2 separate regions of the Rattus norvegicus genome follow, and region 1 is linked to region 2. The links are chromatin contacts, called in public Hi-C maps. All regions are on one chromosome and are shown on one strand. The core of a region is the stretch at or near the end of the contact, and the rest is flanking DNA. Distances in the headings are between cores, read along the strand shown.

Region 1 (3,119 bases), core at 282-2,781, 44 kb after region 2:
GCATTCTTATGACCTGGGAAATGGGAAGAGAGACAGGTAGAGAGGTTTAAGAGACAGAGAAAATGGTAGAGAGAGAGAAACGGCCCTGTCAAGGTGGTGCGTATGAGGGCAGCTCACTGACAGGCAACCGAGGGCTCTATTCAGACTTCAGCCCACATCCTCCAGGAGACCTCCCACACCCAAGTACCCCAAACGCTATATTCTCATTTACCATATACTCTTATACCATGGTTCTCAACCTTCCTAATGGTGTGACCCTTTAATACAGTTCCTCATGTTGTAGTGACCCCCAACCATAAATTATTTTCATCGCTATTTCTTCTGCCCTGGTTTTGTTGTGGGTGTGTATGGACTTCTGTAATATCACTTCTTGCTGGTGGCATAAGCACCCCTACACTAAAAACCCTTGCTAAGGATAAGAACGGGGGGGGGGGATAAGTATGCAAAGAGAAGACAGGACCAACAAATGGGAGTGGAAGAGGAGATTCTTACTAGAGAAAGCCCCATGTAGGGGCCAAACATAGCCTGTAACTTTTTGGCAGGCAACTCTAGGGTCTCATCCTGAGAATAGGTACTGTGGTCCGCTTCCCCAGTGAGGAGAGGCCCAATTACAGAAGAAACCGAGCAGAGCCCTTGTTGAATGCTGCAAGCACTATTCCACTTTACAGAAAGGAAGTGAGTGTCTGTGGGTCTGGGTATTCTGGGGGGAGTCGGGGTTGGGGAAGAGGACCATACCAATCTTATGAAGTTTCTATCTGTCTCTAACAGACCTTGCTAACCACTCAGATGCCTTATTGAGTCCAATTCTACCGGCCCCAAACGCAAAGACACCCTCCCAACTGATTTCAATTATACAGCATGCAAACAACCGAGTGGAAATGTTAGCTCTCAAAGCCATTTAATTTAAAACCTAACGTTTAGCTTGGTTCCTTTTAGTCGTATCTCCAACATCTCTATAGGTTCTTGGAAAGCTTCACAGATCCAGGTCATAGAGGGCTAGGAAGCCCGGGGCAGTTCACTGAGCCCGGTGCCAGCAAGCAGGTGACTGGACTGCCCCTGGCCCTCGTGCGGGAGGGCGGGAGCAGGCATTGCCTAGTGCGCACGCGTAGCGGACGGGGTTGTGCTTCGGGCTTGCGCGTTGCCGCTGGGCTGGAGGGAATGGGGAGGCAGCGGGCACGCGCCTGAGGCGGCATCGCCTACGCTCCCCAACCCCCATTCCCGGAGCAGTCGGGACTGCTTCGTCCCACCCACCCCGAGTCTTCTCAGGTGCCCTGTCCGCAAGCCTGGTCCCTCGTCAGTCGAGCTGCCCTGAGAGGCAGCACGCGGCCTGACGCGCCGTCCTCCCCTGAGGGACCCAGGGGCGCGTGCCCGCGCGCGGGCCGCGGACGTGAGGGCAGCGAACGACGGAACCGCGGCGCCGAGGAGGGCCGTGCTCGTGCCCGGCTCCTCGCGAGGCGCGCGCGCGCTCCCGCCGCAGCCCGGGCCGCGCCCGCCCCGCCTCTCAGCACCGGCCCCGGAGCCCGGTCCGCGAGCGGCGGCGGCGGCGGCCGGAGGGACGATGAGCGGCGCGGCGCGGGCGGGCCCGGCCCGGCTCGCGGCGCTGGCCCTGCTGACCTGCAGCCTGTGGCCGACGCGAGCGGACAACGCGAGCCAGGAGTACTACACGGCGCTCATCAACGTGACGGTGCAGGAGCCCGGCCGCGGCACCCCTCTCACGTTCCGCATCGACCGCGGGCGCTACGGGCTCGACTCACCCAAGGCCGAGGTCCGCGGCCAGGTGCTGGCACCGCTGCCCATCCACGGAGGTGAGGCGGGAGCGGAAGCCTGAGGCGGGGCGGGGGTCGCGGGGGCGGCGTGGCCGGGTGTCTGCGCGCCGTTCGGCCGCCGGCCCAAGGGGATCGCGGTCCCCGCGCTGTGGAGCCTGGCCTGCTTCCCGCTGGGTAAAGAGGCTCCAGAAACCCTGCTGCATTTCCCCTTGAAATTAAAAGAGAGCGAGACTTAGAATGTCCTCCTCTTTTTCATTTAGGTAGCTTGTTTACTGGAGGGCATTGGAATGCGAGTTTGCAGGGACAGTTGAGACAAAGGAGGTGGTGCAGGGGCGCAGAACTAGTTCATGGTGGACGAGATGCTTAACCTGTATTTTGGAATCGGCAGGTTTGTTCCTGAAATCCCACGGATTTAACACTGCAGTGAATCTTTAGGGATGAGAACCACCCCCCCCCCGCCTTTCCTACTCACCCCCCCACCCCCAACGTCAAAACGTGCTGGTTTTTGTTTTTTGGGTTTTTTTTTTTTTTTTTCGATAATGGCTAAGGGGAGAGGGTCCCTGTTGCTTTTGGCTTTCTCTGACCCGGGTAGTTTTGCTGTCATGAAACGCTAGAGATTTTCACATTATAAAGAATGTGAGAGTAGCTGAACTAGTAGCCAAGTCTTTGGTCACGGGTGCCCATCCAGAGGGAAAGAGGTAAAATGGTCAGGAATCGTCTTTGAAGCCATTTGATTTAGCCTTGGCGTTCCCCTTGTGTATGCCGGCTGTGCATACTTAATGATTTGGTGTAAACTCCTATGTTAATTACTGGTTGTGTTTTAAAGGACGTTGCTCCGTGGAGTGTGATATTTGGGGGCTGTGGCAGGCTGGACTTTGGGGAGATGTCTCCTATCCTATCTCCCGTTCTCACCTTACAATGTTGAGAGGATTAAAAAAAACAAAACTATGATTCCTGTTTAGATGTTTAGGAACTCTTTAGGATAATGGTGTTTGTTTTTATAGTCTAAAATATTAAAATGTGCCCTCTGAGTTCACTATTTGTATAATGCATATTAAGCTGCTGCTGCTGCTGCTGCTGCTGCTGCTGCTGCTGCTGCTGCTGCTGCTGCTGCTGCTTTTGAGACGTACTGGCTTGGGGCATAAGGTTTCTTTCTTCAGCTTAGATTGGGCTCTTAAGCGTTCATTTTTTACACCAGCGACCAAATGCTTATGGTGTGTATTTCTTAGTCCACTAGGTTAGAATCAGCACTTAAGGCCCCTGTTTGACCACAGAAACAGTTTTTTCTTTGCTCCATTCAATAAATATTTGCTGCCTGCTCTGTGCCAGTCACTGTGGTTGGGACATGTAATG
Region 2 (3,251 bases), core at 425-2,924:
TGACGGAGGGATGGGAGACAGTCACAGGGCTCCCTGGGCAAGCCACTGTCCTTTCAGACTGGCCACAGACATGTCCCAGGCCATACTCTAAATGCCAGTGTCCAACTAAAAGTTAAAAGACATGAACTCAAAACAAAACAGAAATATTATGGCATGAATGGGGTGGGGTGGGGTGGGGTGGGGTGGGCTGGAGAAGGCAACAGAAACCACTGTGAGAGGAGGTGCCAGACAGCAGCTGTCATGTATATGTGGAAATAGCTGCTGGACCATGCTTGAGAAATAACTGAAAGTCTGATAGTAACGACTCATCAAATACAGAACTGATGTGTTTTATTGACGAGCAGATAAAATTATTTTTAAAATAATAGGATCTAAAGTTGAAAGTATAGTAAAGGAGTTTTTTGGGTCTTTTTGTTTTTAAGGTTGGTGAAGGCAGACTAGAGACATGGCTCAGAGGGTGAGAGCACTTGCTGATCTTCCAGAGGACCCTGGTTTGATTCCCACTACTCCCATGGTGGCTAACAACTGATTGTAACTCTGGTTTCAGGAAATCAGATGCCCTCTTCTGGCTTCCTCTGGTACTGCATTTATGTGGTACATAGGTAAAAACACCCATACACATAAGGTTAAAATTTTAAAATAAGGGTTGGTGATTTAGCTCAGTGATAGAGCGCTTGCCTAGGAAGCACAAGACCCTGGGTTCGGTCCCCAGCTCCGGAAAAAAAAAGAAAAAAAATTTAAATTAAAACATGTTATTGGAAATTGGGTGGTTAAAATTTTAAATTAAAACAAATGCTACGGGGCTGGGGATTTAGCTCAGTGGTTAGAGTGCTTACCTAGGAAGCGCAAGGCCCTGGGTTCGGTCCCCAGCTCCGAAAAAAAAGAACCAAAAAAAAAAAAAAAAAAAAAAAAAAACAAATGCTACTTGGGGCTGGGGATTTAGCTCAGTGGTAGAGCGCTTACCTTGGAAGCGCGAGGCCCTGGGTTTGGTCCCCAGCTCCGAAAAAAAGAAAAAAAAAAGATACACACAAAAACGCACATGCACTTGCACATTGTAGTAAAAGTACTAAACAGACCAAGAAAAAGTTTGGGTGAAGCAAAATAAAAATGACCTATCGTGTATGTACAGGAGAACCCCAATAATATGAATGGCTGTGATATATTAATATTAGAGGCCATACAGCCCGAGGGATGGGCTAGAAGGTGCCGGAGTTGGGGAGTAGCCCTGGTCAAACGTGTGTGACAGTGCGAGGGTGTTCTCCTCGGCTTCCTGTCACTGTGACAAAATGTCCGAACTAAATCAGCTATCAGGAGGGAATCCTTACTTATTTGATTCGGACATGGCTGCTTGGCTCCCGTAGAAAGACAGTGAGTCACAGCAAAAGCACGCAGTACACAAAACACCCCATTGCAGCCCAGAAGCAAAAGAGAAGAGGAGGAAGCCAGAAGTCTGCTACATCCTCTTTGTGGGCGAGCATGAACTCACAGACTTAAGTTCCTTCCAAGTTGACCCCACTTCCTAAAGGTTCTGCCACCTCCAAGAGCATCGCAGGCTGGCAGCCAAGCTTTGGGCCTAGGGGGCAGGGTGTTGTGGTTTGTAGGAAATGCCCCCTATAGACTCACATGGTTCTCAGTTGTGGGAGTTGTGGAACCTTTAGGAGGTGGAGCCTAGAGGCGGAAGTGAGTCTCTGGGGACCAGCCTTGAGGCTTTCAGCCTTGCTCTGGACCTCTCTGTGTGCCGACTGTTTTCTGGCCACCTCCTCCTACCTACCATGCCTTCCCAGTCATGGCAGACAGTATCCTCTCAAACCACAAGCCAAAATCCTTCTTCTATTTAGATATTTAGTTCCGGTATTTATCCCAGTGATAGAAATGTTATGAGTACAGGGGACATCCCAGATGCAAGCCAGAGCAGAGGGTAGGAGGCTAGGAAGCCAGACGGGTGGCGGGTGTGTGCAGAGGAATCCGCTCTCACCTCGTGGGTCTTTGAGAGCCATCATGACTTGAGTGTGAAGCGTCCCCCATGGGCTCATATGTTTGAACACTTGGTCACCAGCTGGAGGTCCTAGTTCAGGAGGGTATAGAATCTTTAGAAGCGAATTCTTGGAGACAAGCCTTGAACACTGAACCTTCTGCTGTCATCACCACGAACTTTACCATGTCTTCCCCATTAGGACAGAATGAAACAGTGGTCAGCATGTAAGTCACTTCTGTTCCATATTTTGTCATAGGGATAAAGGAAAAGTAATTCAGGAGCCATTGACGAATCATGGTCTCTGACAGTCCTGTTATTTTGTAGAAAGATGGACCTGTGGTCAGTTTGCCAGGTGGGAAAGAAAAGAAAAACCTAAGGACATTGTGTGGCCAGTGGGAGACAGGTGCCTAAGGAGGAGAGAGCAAGACTTTGATTCTTTTTTTTTTTTTTTCCGGAGCTGGGGACCGAACCCAGGGCCTTGCACTTCCTAGGCAAGCGCTCTACCACTGAGCTAAATCCCCAATCCCGAGAGCAAGACTTTGAATACCTATTAATATTTTATTTTTAGTTGAAATGTTATGGTGGGTGCATGGGTGCAGTACCCACGGAGACCAAAAGAGAGCGTCATGTCCCCTAGAGCTGGAGTAATAGGCTGTTGTTAACTGCCCCAATGTGGATCGTGGGTCCCGACCTCCAGGCCTTCTGGAAGAGCAATGCGCACTCTTAATCGCTGAACCATGTCTCAGGGACCAAAGTTTTAGATCTGAAGAGATACTGAAAATTGCTTTCCCAAATAGCTGTGTCTCCATCCAATCTCCTAGTGGTGCCTTTCTGTAGAACGTTGCAGGCACCAGAGACCTAAGCCCTCTGTTTATTGCCAAATTTCCTTCCAAAAAAGAGGCCAACCCATAAGCAGCAACTTACAGATTGATTTTTTTTTATTTCATTAAAATGATATCCAATTTGTGTGGCTTCCTCAAGTCTGCGCCCCACCCCTTCCCCTATTCTTTTTTTAACTGTAGTTATTTACTATGGAGGCTTGCAGAGTGATCAGTGCTTCATGGAGCCACCAGGGTGCGCCCTCTCACCATCACCCACTACACAGCTCCAGCACAAGCTTGGGACACAGCCAAGGGTGTTCTGACCAGACAGTAGCTTCCACTCTGGCTCCAAACCTAACCCAGAGTTCTAGGTAGCAGAAGGCATGGCTGAACTCCCCACTGACATCACCTACCTGGGTCCGTTTCTCCCCGCCCCCAGTGTCCTGGAATCTATT

What was found. A called contact is a pair of places that touch in the nucleus more often than the background predicts.
Region 1: a contact with region 2 is called in a Hi-C map of mammary epithelial cells, with 2.2 times the contacts expected there. The contact joins the promoter of Rnf130 here to the enhancer-like site in region 2. A contact is called at or near these places in 2 of 12 Hi-C or Micro-C datasets (Schwann cells and mammary epithelial cells).

Annotation. Positions count from the first base shown.
Region 1 is chr10:34,842,754-34,845,872 of GRCr8, forward strand. It overlaps Rnf130 (ring finger protein 130), which reads left to right and starts at 1,532. Exons shown (of 9, transcript NM_001037658.2): 1 at 1,532-1,805. The coding sequence starts at 1,559.
Region 2 is chr10:34,798,882-34,802,132 of GRCr8, forward strand. No RefSeq gene overlaps it. Among named protein-coding and RNA genes, the nearest start is that of Rnf130, 44 kb to the right of the region's middle. Within about 2 kb of position 1,675, at least 8 of the 93 cell types and tissues checked have an H3K27ac peak or open chromatin away from gene starts, as enhancers often do.